Linked DNA regions of Mus musculus: region 1 is linked to region 2. Evidence: chromatin contacts called from public Hi-C data. All regions are on one chromosome and are shown on one strand. The core of a region is the stretch at or near the end of the contact, and the rest is flanking DNA. Distances in the headings are between cores, read along the strand shown. Region 1 has its middle 51 kb from the start of Gm30159. Region 2 has its middle 210 kb from the start of Gm41333.

Region 1 (6,849 bases), core at 15-2,514, 730 kb after region 2:
AGAGCTGCTCAGAGAGAACGTGGCAAATTATAATTTGGGATTATTGATGGAGAAATAGATTCTAATAGATTTCAAGGTAGATACCTACCCAAATCAAGTGCTGATTAAGGCTTATAAGTAAATATAAAGACTGTGTATCTTTTATCTGGGAATTAAGTGATCAAAGGCTGGATAGAAAACTCCATTTGAGATTAAATGATTTCTATAACACAGTAGCAATTTGTTTTAGATTCCTTAAGATGTGATTGACTCACCTGCATTCAGAAGCTCACAACCCAATGAAGAACATACAGATAATTACATAAAATATGCACTTAGTTAAGCAATTATGATAAAATGTGGTGGGCATTAATGGAGGAGCTGAGACATCACAATTAGTTGTTGAGTACTTTGCTCAAGGGAGCCAGAGAAGATTCATCAAACTGAAGACAAGTTAAAGGTAAGAAAGGAATCTGGCAAATATCCACTTAATGAGAAACCAGAAGCCGTGTGCTGGCATCACAGAGAAGTCTACTTCTATGGAAGACATATCACAAAAAATAATAATAAATAAGATAGAAAGTGATCAAGGAAGAGACTCAGTGTTGGTTTCTGCACCACACCTATAAAGTCATGGACACAGACACAGACATACAGACACAGATGCATAAACAAACACACAGACACAAAGACACACAGATACAGACACACAGAGAGACATAGACACCCAGACACAGACACCCAGATACACACACAGACATACAGACACATAGACACAGAAATAGATATACATACACAAACAAACAAACACACACACACCTACACAGACAGAGACACATACACACAAACACACACAGACACACATATATACATATACACATTCAGACATACCGACACTCACACAGACACACACACAGTCACACACACACACACACACACACACACAGACAAATACACAGATACAGAGACAGACACACACACACAGACATACAGACCCAGACATACACACAGACACATATACAGACACACACACACAAACATACAGACACATATACACATAGACACATGCATGTACACAGACAGACAGGCAGACAGGCAGACACACACACACACACTATTACCACTATGTGAATGAGGTTTGTTTTGGGTAAGATGCTCAGATTTGCATCTTATTTTCCCTGTTTCCCAGAAGGGAAACTTGACCTGACTCTTTTTACTCTAGCCATAGGGAAAGTCCGGAGGCAGCCAAGTTTATGCTGGACTGGAAATGAAATGTCAAATGTCAAGAGTCTACTTCCTGCTTGCTGTTTAATCATTAGACATAATTTTTGTCATGTGGAAAATGAGTTCATTATAATCAGACTGGAAATTCATGTACCTGAAAATCTTTAGAAGGGAACTCAGAGGGAAGAAACACTACTGGATAGCAGATACAAAACAATTCTTATCAGTTCAAATCTGTTTTACATTTCATTCCAGACTCTGTGAGTTAGCACCACAACAATGAACCTTTGTAAATTAATGAGGGTAACAGCAGGGAAAGAATCAATCAGCCACTCTTGTTCCTGAACCTTCCCCTTGGTAACAACCTAAAGTGAACCTTGGAGTCAAGACCTCAGACTAATAGCCTGCTTTTTTACCCTTTGAACAGAACAATTAAATAATCACATTCCTCTCAGCCCATTTCCTGAATGTATTAATTAGATTAAAGCACAACTTGTCAGCCTCTCCTGAGAGGAAAGGGTTTCTTGGATCTGGTTTCTCTTGCCCTCCAGCTTCCAATAAGCATGGACAGCTTTCAAGTAGGGGGGTCGGGGGGGGGGGGGAGGCTGGTACCTGGACAAGCAAACTGCTATTCTGTGCAGTTGCTATTCTTTCTCCTGGACTAGCTCACTCATTCCTTTCATCCTAACTCATCTACTATGGCATGTACATGTTTTGATTAGAATCCATTCTCCTAGAAGTTTATTTCTCTGAAAATACAGAAGCCATTTGGTAGCTCTGTGAGGCTGAATCTTGCCATCTCATCCATCTACACACCTGTCCACCCATCCATTTGCCCATCTATCCATCCATCCACCCACAACTTAAGACAGTGGTTCTGCAAGATCCTATCTGTGTGAGCAGATGCAAATTACTTAATCTTTCTGTATTTCTGCTTCTTTGTCTCCAAAATGGTGAAAGAAACAAGCTATACCTGTGTGGTTTCTGTGAGAGATCTTGAATTCATTGCTATGAAATGCTTCAACTACAATCTGGTAGGCATTTCCCAGTCCTAGGATTATAGGATTTCAAATATCAACATGGCTCTATTTCTGCCACAAAATGTTAAAACACCAAGCCAAAATGCTCACACACTAGATTAAATGAAGTGAGAGAGGCATGTGGCACCCTAAAAGTGCAGAAGGTGAAGAACTGGAGCCAGGCTCGGTACTGCCTGCCAAGACTTCTGCAAAAGCCTCTTGTCTGTGGAGGCCTCACCCTTCATTCAGCTAAGTGGCAAGTTCTGGAATTTCAACTTAAAATAGCAGTATCTACTACTGTACAATTCTGGTTTTTTCATTTTTTTCTGTCTATTACGTAACCTTACAATGCATCCATTAGTTAGCAATACACTCTATATTTTCCCTTTCATTTGATTATCGCAACTGTTTACAAGACCACCATAGACACTGCCGGAACAGGTTTCAGATACCGTTTTTGTTAGTTTGTTTGTTTGTTTGCTTGCTTGCTTGATTTTGCTGGGTATGGGATCAAACATTGTGCATGCTAGACAAGTAATCTACTATGAAGCTTCACCCATACACTTGGCATTTTGAGCAAGGTCTTCCCTGTGTAGCTCAATCTGGCCTAGAACTTGCTATTTGTCTAGGCTAGACCTCAAACTCATGCGTTCCTGCCTTAGACACCTGAATGCTCAACCACCATGCCCAGGCTGCAACCTGGGTTTCAAAGGCAGTGGTTATGTGATTGGAATTCTCAAACAAGGTTGAGAAACACTGGATATTTATCCATCTCTACTGAAGAATAAAAGCTCCTGAAAGCAAGGACATTCTCTAGTCACCTCCATTGATGACTAGCACTTGAAATGTAATTGATATTCAATTAATAGTTGGGTGAAGAAAGGAACAAACAATGGCTCTATCTTACTGGGTCCACAAGCCAAAAGGACTACTCTGTTTCCTACAAACCAACTCAATTTTCCTTAAAACTTTTTGGGATACATAATTTCAGAGGTAACAATGACAATGTGTTGATGTCAAAAGTCAAATTATTTGTATTTAACTTCAGAGATGGTAGAAAACACACACACACACACACACACACTGCTTTCCTGGAAAAGATACTTAAAAATGCTTTGTATGAGTCTGCACAGGTCAGCTAGCAGACTGGGGAGGGTGAGCGAGAGGACTGCATGAGTGACACAGCTTCTGGGACAGATCCCTTTTCGGGCTCCAGATCGAGGTACCTTCCCTACCAGAGGAGAGGTGTCTGCCCTGAAGGGCTCTGACTGCTGGAGCATGTAAGGGAACCATCTTGTGTCTCAGGTCTCTCAGAGACCAGTCTGCACAGGTGAGAGTGCAGACTGCAGAAGGTACACAGCTTCTGGGGCAGGCAGAAGCTACACAGCTTCGGGGACAGACCCCATCTTGGGCTCCAGACATCTGGGCAACTTCCTTGTCAGAGGAGAGGTGTCCACCTAGTAGGGCCCTGACCGCCTGAGTAGGTGAGGGAGCCATCTTGTGTCCCTGGTCCCTTGGAGACCAGTATGTGCAGGTCAGCTAGAGGACTGCAGAGGGTGAGCAAGCAGACAGGAAGCAACAATTACTTTTCTTTAATTTCTCTTAACATCAATGGGCTCATTCCCCAATAAAAAGACATAGACTAGTAGACTGGCTACACAAACAGGACCCAACATTTTGCTGCTTATAGGAAACCCACCTCAGGGAAAAGGACAGACACTGCCTCATAGTGAAAGGCTGGAAAACAATTTTCCAAGCAAATGGTCTGAAGAAACAAGCTGGAGTAGCCATTCTAATATCAAATAAAATTGACTTCCAACCCAAAGTTATCAAAAAGGACAAGGAGGGGCACTTCATACTCATCAAAGGTAAAATCTATCAAGATGAACTCTCAATTCTGAATATCTATGCTCCAAATACAAGGGCAGCCACATTCATTAAAGAAACTTCAGTAAAGCTCAAAGCACACATTGCACCTCACACAATAATAGTGGGAGACTTCAACACCCAACTCTCACCAATGGACAGATCCTGGAAATATAAACTAAACAGAGACACATGGACACTAACAAAAGTTATGAAACAAATGGATTTAATAGATATCTACAAAACATTTTATTCTAAAACAAAAGGATATACCTTCTTTTCAGCACCACATGGTATCTCCTCCAAAATTGACCCTATAATTGGCCACAAAACAGGCCTCCACAGATACAAAAATATTGAAACTATCCCATGCATCCTATCTGATCACCACTAACTAAGGCTGATCTTCAATAACAGCATAAATAATAGAAAGCCAACATTCACATGGAAGCTGAACAATACTCTACTCAATGATTCCTTTGTCAAGGATGAAATAAAGAAAGAAATTAAATACTTTTTAGAGTTTAATGAAAATGAAGCCACAAAAAAAAAAAAAACAAATTTATGGGACACAAAGACGGCAGTCCCAAGAGGAAACCTCATAGCCCTGAGTGCCTCCAAAAAGAAACTAGAGAGAGAGCGTACACTAGCAGCCTGACAGCACACCTAGAGCTCCAGAACTAGAGGAAGCAAATTCACCGAAAAGGAGTAGATGGCAAGAAATAATCAAACTCAGGGCTGAAATCAACCAAGTTGAAACAAAAAGAACTATTCAAAAAATCAACCAAAACAGGAGCTGTTTCTCTGAGGAAAACAAGGTAGATAAACTCTTAGCCAGACTATCTAGAGGGCACAGGGATAGCATCCTAACAAAATCAGAAATGAAAAGGGAGACATAACAACAGATCCTGAGGAAATCCAAAACATCATCAGATCCTACTACAACAGGCTATACTCAACAAAACTAGAAAACCTGGATGAAATGGACCACTTCCTAGATAGATACCAGGTACCAAAGTTAAATCAGGATCAGATTAATGATCTAAATAGTCCCATTTCCCCTAAAGAAATAGAAGCAGTCATCAATAGTCTCCCAACCAAATGAAGCCCAGGACCAAATGGGTTTAGTGCAGAGTTCTATCGGACCTTCAAAGAAGAATTAATTCCACTCTTCTCAAACAATTTCACAAAATAGAACCAGAAGGTACTCTACCCAATTCATTCTTTGAAGCCACAATTTCTCTGATACCTAAAGCATACAAAGATCCTACAAAGAAAGATAACTTCAGACCAATTTTTTTATGAATATCGATGCAAAAATACTCCATAAAATCCTTGCAAACTGAATCCAAGAACACATCAAAACAATCATCCATCATGACCAAGTAGCATTCATCCCAGCGATGTAGGAATGGTTTAATATACGGAAATCCATCAACATAATGTACTATATAAACAAACTCAAAGACAAAACCCACATGATCATCTCATTAGATGCTGAGAAAGCATTTGACAAAATCCAAAACCCCTTCATGATAAAAGCCTTGGAAAGATCAGGAATTCAAGGCCCATACCTAAACATAATAAAAGCAATATACAACAAACCAGCAGCCAACATCAAACTAAATGGAGAGAAACTCGAAGCAATCCCACTAAAATCAGGGACTAGACAAGGCTGCCCACTTTTCTCCTTACCTATTCAATATAGTACTTGAAGTCCTAGGCAAAGCAATTCCACAAAAAAAGGAGATCAAGGGGATACAAATTCGAAAGGAAGAAGTCAAAATATCACTATTTGCAGATGATATGATAGTATATATAAGTGACCCCAAAAATTCCAACAGAGAACTCCTATAGCTGATAAACAGCTTGAGGGCAGTAGCTGGATATAAAATTAATTCAAACAAATCAATGGCCTTTCTCTACACAAAGGGTAGATGGGCTGAGAAAGAAATTAGGGAAACAACACCCTTCACAATAGTCACATATAATATAAAATACCTTGGTGTGACTCTAACTAAGGAAGTCAAAGATCTTTATGATAAGAACTCCAAGTCTCTGAAGAAAGAAATTGAAGAAGATTTTAGAAGATGGAAAGATCTCCCATGATCATGGAATGGCAGGATAAATATAATAAAAATGGCTATCCTGCCGAAAGCAATTTACAGATTCAATGCAATCCCCATCAAAATTCCAACTCAATTCTTCACTGAGTTAGAAAGAGCAATTTGCAAATTCATCTAGAGCTAAAACCATCCAGTGGAAAAATGACAGCATTTTCAACAAATGGTGCTGGCACAACTGGCAGTTATCATGTAGAAGAATGCAAATTGATCCATTCTTATCTCAATTTACAAAGCTCCAGTCTAAGTGAATCAAAGATCTCCACATAAAACCAGAGACACTGAAATTTATAGAGGAGAAAGTGGGGAAAATCCTCAAAGATATGGGCACAGGGGAAAAATTACTAAACAGAACAGCAATGGCTTGTGCTGTAATATCAAGAATTGACAAATGTGACCTCATAAAATTGCAAAGCTTCTGTAAGGCAAAAGACACTGTCAATAAGGAAAAAAGGCCACCAACAGATTGGGAAAGGATTTTTACCAATCCTAAATCTGATAGGGGACTAATACCCAATATATACAAAGAGCTCAAGAAGCTGAACTCCAGAAAGTCCAATAACCCCCTTAAAATGGGGTACAGAGCTAAACAAAGAATTCTCAAGTGAGGAATACCAAATGGCTGAGAAGCATCTGAA
Region 2 (7,707 bases), core at 3,792-6,291:
CCCTTCTCAGTACTGGGTTCAGCTCCCAGTACTGTCAAAAGACAGGGAGGTGGGGAAGAAAATGGAGAAGCAGTTAATACCCCTGATACCTATGTCCCTACATAATTTCCTTGGATTTAATTCTACATCCAGTGAGAAAATGGGAGGTTTGGAGGCATTGTGTTGTGATTCAAGTACACAAACACCTGGAATTCCTGGAATGTTCCTGCCTGTGTCTCTTGTCATTTTTGTAGAACTCTCCTTTGAAGATTGGGTGCAGAGGTCACTTCCTCTAGTCTTAAACCGTTCTAAACCAGCTCCAGCTGGGGAAATTCACTACTCACTTCTTGAGTATCAATGGTGGTTTCCAAGCTGCAGCTGTGCAAGCACCTCTTCCTCCACCGAGAGACTTGTGAACCCAGATTTCTGAACTACAACCTCTACTCCACCCCCACACACCCCCTTCCAGCCTCACCCCTCCAGAACTTACTACTCTAGAATTCTTAGTGAGCTCTGAGCATGTGCCTTCCTAGCAAGGGCCTGGTGGTGCCCCATCACTTGTCAGAAGCACACTTGGAGAGCCAGTTGCCTCCCTTGTGCCCTCTGCTGAGTTAAGCTTCCTCCCTACCACACCTCAAACATAGGGCATGGATTGGTTCTTTGAAATGCTCAACCACCCTTTCTTTCTTTTTAGTCCAACATCCATGTGAAGGCTGGGGTGATTAGCCCACATTTTCCCTTCATGATTTGGCAGAATTCCCAAAAACACTGTAGTAGTTGTGTGTATGTGTGTATGTGTGTGTGTGTGCGTGCGTGCGTGTGTGTGTGTGTGTGTGAAATGAATAAATGTGTTGAAATAACTTATTGCATTTCTGATAGTGTACCTTTAGGGACTTATGTGTCTTCCATGTCCAGTGCTACCAGCTTTGCTTTGTTGGTCTGCTCTGTAACTGGTACTCTAAATTTTACCTCCACCTCTTGTTTAGTTATTATCTCTGTGGCAGGAGAGGTGATGTTATAATAAAATGTGACTATAAATGTAAGAACTGACACTCTTTATTTCTAGCCATAAATCCTCATATATCCATGTCATTCTATATGTAATGTCCCCCATTCTTGGCATCACTATAACCTCTGTTCCTCATACCAAATTGGTTCTACTCTGTGACACAGGAAAGGTAGTAGATTCTAGTATGACCACACGAGGCCAAGGCTTTGAAATTCTCTAACACTTTGGGACCAGGAAAAGATACAAATTCTGGAGGGAGAAGGAGACTGTAATGAATGAAAATAGAAGAGTAAAGCCCATGGAAAGCCAGACAATAAAGTAGCTGGTGGTGATGGCTGAAAGACATCATAGCCTGGAAACATAAACTTTGTGGTCAGGTAATGTCAAGGAGGGTGTCTTAGTCGGGTTTCTATTCCTGCACAAACATCATGACCAAGAAGCAAGTTGGGGAGGAAAGGGTTTATTCAGCTTACACTTCCACATTGCTGTTCATTACCAGGGAAGTCAGGACTGGAACACAAGCAGGTCAGGAAGCAGGAGCTGATGCAGAGGCCATGGAGGGATGTTACTTACTGGCTTGCTTCTCCTGGCTTGCTCAGCTTGTTTTCTTATAGAGCCCAGGACTACCAGCCCGGGGATGGCACCACCCACAAGGGGCCCTCCCCACTTGATCACTAATTGAGAAAATGCCTTACAGCTGGATCTCATGGAGGTATTTCTCGCCTGAAGCTCCTTTCTCTGTGATAACTCGAGCTTGTGTCAAGTTGACACAAAACCAGCCAGTATAGAGGGTGTTCTTTCTATTAGCAAACTCAGATATAGGACATCGATCAATGAACCCACAACAAGCTGTTTCAGGCTAGATTAGCTGACTTGCTGTATATGTGTGTGTTTGTGTGTGTGTGTATTCATTCTATGGCACACATGAGAAGGTCAAATAACTTCAGGATTTGTCCTCACTTTGTACCTTGTTTGAGATGGATCACACTGTGTTCACGGCTATATATGACAGCCAAGTGGGGCTGGCTCACAGGTTTCTGGTGGTCATCCTGTCCTTGCCTCTGAGTTTGGCATATGAGTACTGGGATGACAGACAGGCTTTTGTGCTCAACTCTCCCATGGGTTCTGGGGGTTCAAATTCATGTACTCATACAACAAGCACTGAGGCATTTCCCTGGTCCTAAGAGGTGCTTTTATAATATTCTCATTTTTCTGCAGAAGAAGAGAAGACAAAAACAAAACCCTACAGCGTTTAAAAAGAGATAGTACAAAAGAAAAATTACTCTAAAGTTAATCTTTGTTTCCCCCCTCCCCCCAGTATTTTTTTCCCTTTGTGTGACAACCAGCGCAAGCAGCCAGGAAGACCAGTCATTTTAAAACCTGCTTTAGCATCTGCTAAAAGTTGACTGTAGTCAGTCAACTTACATGTTGGGTTATGACAGAAATGACATCGACTGTCTCTCCCCTTCCCACTGTGTTCTGGTATCCATTACTAAGTCACCTCCCCGCTGAGGAAACTTGTGTTGTTTCTTGTAGGGATAGAGACGACCTTTGGACAAGGATACCTCTAGCATGGCCAGCCCACTGTACCTTGACAGCTGGAGAGGACCCCTCCTTCTAAGCCTCAGCAGGAAGCAGTAAGAAAAGGAAGCAGTGAGACTTGGTAACTCCTTTGCCAGTCACACCTTTGTACGTAAAGCAGCAACCTGCTGTTTTGTGCCAGGTACCAAATGCCAGCATTATCATACTTCACATGGCTGATTAGATTTCCATAAGTTTGCTGGCTTCTCCCTTTTCCAACTGATTGGTCCAAGGTCAAAATAAAATTGCTTTCAGAATAGTCTCTAGTTGAAGCAACAAATGTTTTAAGTGCACTAATCAACAATTTTTTTTTTAATTAACTACTCATTACAAAGCACCTCAGAGCAGTGGCTTTCACTATTTAAATGCATTGAATCATGGAGAGATGCCACAGATGGTGGCAGACACCTGTACTCCTAGCACTTACCCAGCTGAGAGCGCCTAGAATTCAAGGCCAGCCTGGAGTGCTGGATCATACTACCCAGGCTTCAGATTTTAGTAGCTCTGGGATGGAAACTGGACATCTGCATGAGTCACATGTTCCCAAGTCATGCTAACACTGCAAGTCCAGGACTAACCGAGAGAACTGCTGATGTGGAGGATGGAAAACATTCTAACCTGCAGATTTTTAGAGATTTAATATCTGTAAGCCTCAGCTTATAGTAGATAGGGACATACAGACCCAATAAATCTAGCAGGTACACTTAAAATCTGGAAAGAAAACATTATTACTTTTTCTTTCAGTTATGGGTGTATATTTTCACACACGTACACACACACACACATGTTCATGTGTGTATATGTTCTTGTGTGTACATTTATGCTTATGTGTGTATAGTATGTATATTATATGTGTGCATGTTTTTGTTTGTGTAGGTATGTCTGTGTATATCTCTGTGTGTGCATATGGAAGTATTAGTTCACCTTGGTTATTATCCCTCAAGAACTGCTAACCTTGTATTTTGAGACAAGGCCTCTCACTAGGACTAGGGAAGTCACTGTTTAGGTTATACTGTCCCGAAATGAGCCCCAAGTATGCTATTGTCTATTCTTCTACAGGACTATAAGCCTGGGCCACCACGCCCAGCTTCATATCCAAACCGTAGAGACTGAAGTCAGTTTCTGATGCTTTCAGTGGCTGAGCTACCTCCCCAGCCCCTTTCTTCTTTTTTTTTCTCTTCCCTACCTCTACTCCTCCCCTTTTCTTTGTTGTGGTTTCTTCCAAGCTGTGTACAGGGGAGGAGGGGATAATCATAATAAGTAGGGGTTCTAGCACCTGTTAGTGGCTTGGCAGGCTTTGTTCCCACCATGTTTGAAATGCAAAGGTCTTCATGGATGCTCTCGGGCATGGATCATTTCCACTTCCTTAGAGCATCTCATTCATCAGGAGACCAGTTCTCTTCTAAAAATAGCTTAGTCAACTTTTCTCTCTTGGTATGAGTATCCAAAGACATTGAGGACTCCTACCACCGTCATCAGTTCTAGAAAACAGGTGCATTAGGGCAGAAATGAGCAAGATCTGGCCCAAGACCTTGGATCCATCACTTAATAGCCTGTGAACTCGAGTGTGGAACTTGTGCTGCTTCGCTGGACACAAATTAGAATTGACTATGAAGAGGAACCTCAATTGAGAAAATGCTTCCCTCAGATTGACCTGTAGGCAAGTCTGTGGGGCGTTTTCTTGATTAATGATTGGTGTGGGAGGGTCCAACCAACTGTGGGCAGTGCTAACCCCAGATATGTGGTCGTGAGTGGTACAAGAAAGCAGTCTTGGCAAGCCATGAGGAGTAAGCCAATAAACATCATTCATTCCTCTAAGACCCGTGCTTCAATTCTTGCTTCTAGGTTCCTGTCTTGAGTTCTTGCCCCAACTTCCTTTCATGAGACTGTAAACTCTAAGATTAGATAAACCTTTTCCTACCCTAAGATGTTTTTTGGTTATGGTGTTCCATCTCAGTAACAGAAAGCAAACTAACAGATAGTAACTTGAACTCACAAAGATTCAGTGTCCAGTCTCTCACATGGAGATCAAGATTAGAACACCTCCTAGGATGCTTAAGGGTCCTAAATGAAACTGGGAATCCCAGTGCTTGAGCAGCGTTTGAACCCTGTAGGGGAGACTTGATCTACAGTGATGAATGTGGCTCCGGAGATCCTGAAATTATCACATTTGAATCAAATCATGCCCTGCCGAGGATAAATAACCCAAACGACCGAGAAAACCGAGAAAAAGAACATTTACTGACCATCCTTCCTCTTACAAAAGTCTCTGAGTGACCCTCATTGGCAGTAATGTGTGGATGCCACGCTGCCCAGGGAAGATAGAAAGCAGCTGGCCCACTCACTGTGGGGAAGCCCCAGCTGACCCAGCATCCTGGTCTATCTGCAGTCACAGTTGTAAGGCAGGCCTAGTGCCAGGGCCTAGAGGCAGAAGAACAGTTGGAGGAGGCAGGGAGGGAGGGGGAAGGAGGAGAGCGCCAAGGAGACTTTGCAATTATCTCCCCGAGACTGTTTAGAATGTAATGTTCCTCTCCACCCCCTTCCTTTTCACATTGTAATTTTCTTCACAGAAAGAGCACAATGGAGAACATATTCCAGGCTGCAGAGCTCACTGCTAACTCTGACAACCCAGACATGGGAACAGATAAGGAAAAAAACACAGGCTCTTTTTTTTTTTTTTTTCCCACCCTAGAGAGATTGCAGTGATTGAAGCTAAGAAATCCAGTTATGTTTGAACATCGTATTACCTGCCCACTTAATGGTTTGGATACGATCTGTCCTTGATGCTCAGCAAGTTTTCTCTGTCTGTTTTTCTTGCTGGAGAGGCTGCCTCTGCCTTTATGTTCACCTCTAATTTCCATCTAGGTGAGAGGCTGCGGTCAGCCCAAGCTGCAGTTGGCTCCATCTCTCTGGATTTGACTCAGTGTTTAAAAGATCCATATTTTCTTCTCACCTGCGTCTACGAAGTAGGGTACACTTACGACTTGTGGCTCCTTCTCAGCTGCCAGGTGGCCCTTGGATGGGCACAGGACAAGGCTGGAAGAGGGGAATAAGGAAGCCGCCTACCTTGGATATCGCCATCTCTGTCCACGTCCTTTTAAAATGATTTATCATTTATTTGTATGTATGTTTCTCTCTCTTTCTCTGTGTGTGTGTTCATGTGTCTATGGAGACAAGGAGAGGGTGTTAGGTCTTCTGGAACTGGAGGTACAAGACTTTGTGAGCTTCCCTACGTGGGTGCTGGGAACTGAACACAGGTTCAGCACCCTTAACCACTGAGCCATTTCTCCAGTCACGTGACCTTCCTCTTTCCTGTCATGTTTCCCTTTAGCTTTAAGACAGGGTCTCGTGTACTCCAGGTTGGCATTAAACGTACATTGTGGCTGAGGATGACCTTGAATCCCTGACCCTCCTGTCTGTACTTCTCAATGCAGGAATTACAAGTCTGTGCCACTATACGCAATTTATGCTTTCTTATTCGGGCTTTATGTATGCTAGGCGAATGCTCGACTACCCGAGCTTTATCCCCATTCAGGTTGCATTTTAATACATATCACCAAGTTACCCCAAGAAGGGTTGTATAAATGCTACAGAACACACAAGAGGGATCAGGACACACATCTTTTTTTTTTTTTTTTTTCTCCTCTGTATTCACATGGACCTGTCTGCCAGAGTGGTTTTCTCAGGATATCTCTTGGTGCTATTAAACAAATTAAGTGCTCTCTTATTAATCCATTTTTCTTCAGGGGATTCCATCATTATTGAAAAGACATATAGACCCCCTCCCCACCTAGTCATTCTAACTGAGATGCCCTAGATGCCCCAGTTTCCAGTTGGCATCATGATGCATCAGAAGCTAATGTACCCAGACCATCTGAGCTCAGCACACACCACAATAGTTCATTCAACCCCAGATTTGAGAGGAGTAAGAGGCATGTGCTTTTTAAAAGTTGTTACCATTTATTGATCATGTACTATGGGGTCAGAAGTTTCCAAATGCAGAGTCATTAATTATCAATAAAAAGTCATCCTTGCTTTTGAAGGCATCATGGGAAAATCAGGTTCATATGAGAAGGTGCTACAATGTCTACTTTGCAGACAACACAAACTTAGTTGGGAAGAAAGACCTATAGTTTGCTTGAATAGCCCCCATGATGCTGTGTCTATCTCAGCAGAAGAACGAGCACTAGAACATGAGCACCCATAAGTGTGGGTTCCAAGAAAGGTTGCCAAATACAGGGAAAATGGAAAGACCACTTTCTTTTCTACCCTTCAGTGATTTCTCCTTAATCACACACAAAAAAGGGAGTATTTTAGGACTTATTAGGTAATATAATGTCTTTCAATAGACTTGATAGTTTATTTAAAGAGATGTCATGTACATGTCCAGAATTTTCATAACAATTCAAGAACAGTGGCAACGCTTGCTCTGTAGCTAAAATACAGTTGCAGTTAGATGCTTTGCTTATCAGATAATGCTATCGAGCCCTAGACTGACTCTTTATGCCAAAGGACCTCCTCTTACTCCTTGCTGTGTCTCAGCAGTAGGAGGGGACTTGGCAGATATTAGAAGCTCAGTAGATAAGTAATTGAATTAACAAGAAGTGAGTGACCCAGAGAATTCGGGAACTATCTGATTATGCTTAAACTTTAAGACTACCATTTCTAAAGGCGATTTCTGTCTTGGACTTTGAGAAATGAAATCAGAATATTTCATGTCTATAAAGGGGATAAGAACGAATATTTGTCAAACCTTGCCATATTCCCAGTGCCATGCTCTTAATGACATGTAATCCTGTCAGTGACCACAGGAGGCAGATTTTATTACTGACATTGACAGATCTAAGTACCTGGACTCAGAGAGGTTAAGTAGTCAGTCACAGATCACATGGTGAGAAGGCAGGATAGCAATTTCTTATAAATTTCACCCAGATCCACACTGCCTCCAGTGCTCTGCATCATCCACTTGGTGAAGATTTGAAAAGATTTTTTTTTTTTTTTTTTTTAGTGAAAGGAGGAGGAGGAGCAAAGCCACAGTGTAGAAGAGGACGAATGCACTTTTCAACCAGGACAGTTAGAGTCACCGAGTTTATAGAGTCCCAGTGGGATAGATTAGCATGCGGAGGATGTAATGACAG

Evidence for each region. A called contact is a pair of places that touch in the nucleus more often than the background predicts.
Region 1: a Hi-C map of the N1E-115 cell line shows a contact between it and region 2, with 4 times the contacts expected there. The contact joins two enhancer-like sites. A contact is called at or near these places in 1 of 484 Hi-C or Micro-C datasets (the N1E-115 cell line) and 1 of 9 other capture datasets (embryonic stem cells).

The regions. Positions count from the first base shown.
Region 1 is chr15:63,192,812-63,199,660 of GRCm38.p6, forward strand. No RefSeq gene overlaps it. Among named protein-coding and RNA genes, the nearest start is that of Gm30159, 51 kb to the left of the region's middle. RefSeq lists an enhancer at 1,126-1,977. Within about 2 kb of position 1,265, at least 20 of the 459 cell types and tissues checked have an H3K27ac peak or open chromatin away from gene starts, as enhancers often do. A contact at or near this core is called in the N1E-115 cell line, where this site is marked.
Region 2 is chr15:62,457,835-62,465,541 of GRCm38.p6, forward strand. No RefSeq gene overlaps it. Among named protein-coding and RNA genes, the nearest start is that of Gm41333, 210 kb to the right of the region's middle. Within about 2 kb of position 5,042, at least 64 of the 459 cell types and tissues checked have an H3K27ac peak or open chromatin away from gene starts, as enhancers often do. A contact at or near this core is called in the N1E-115 cell line, where this site is marked.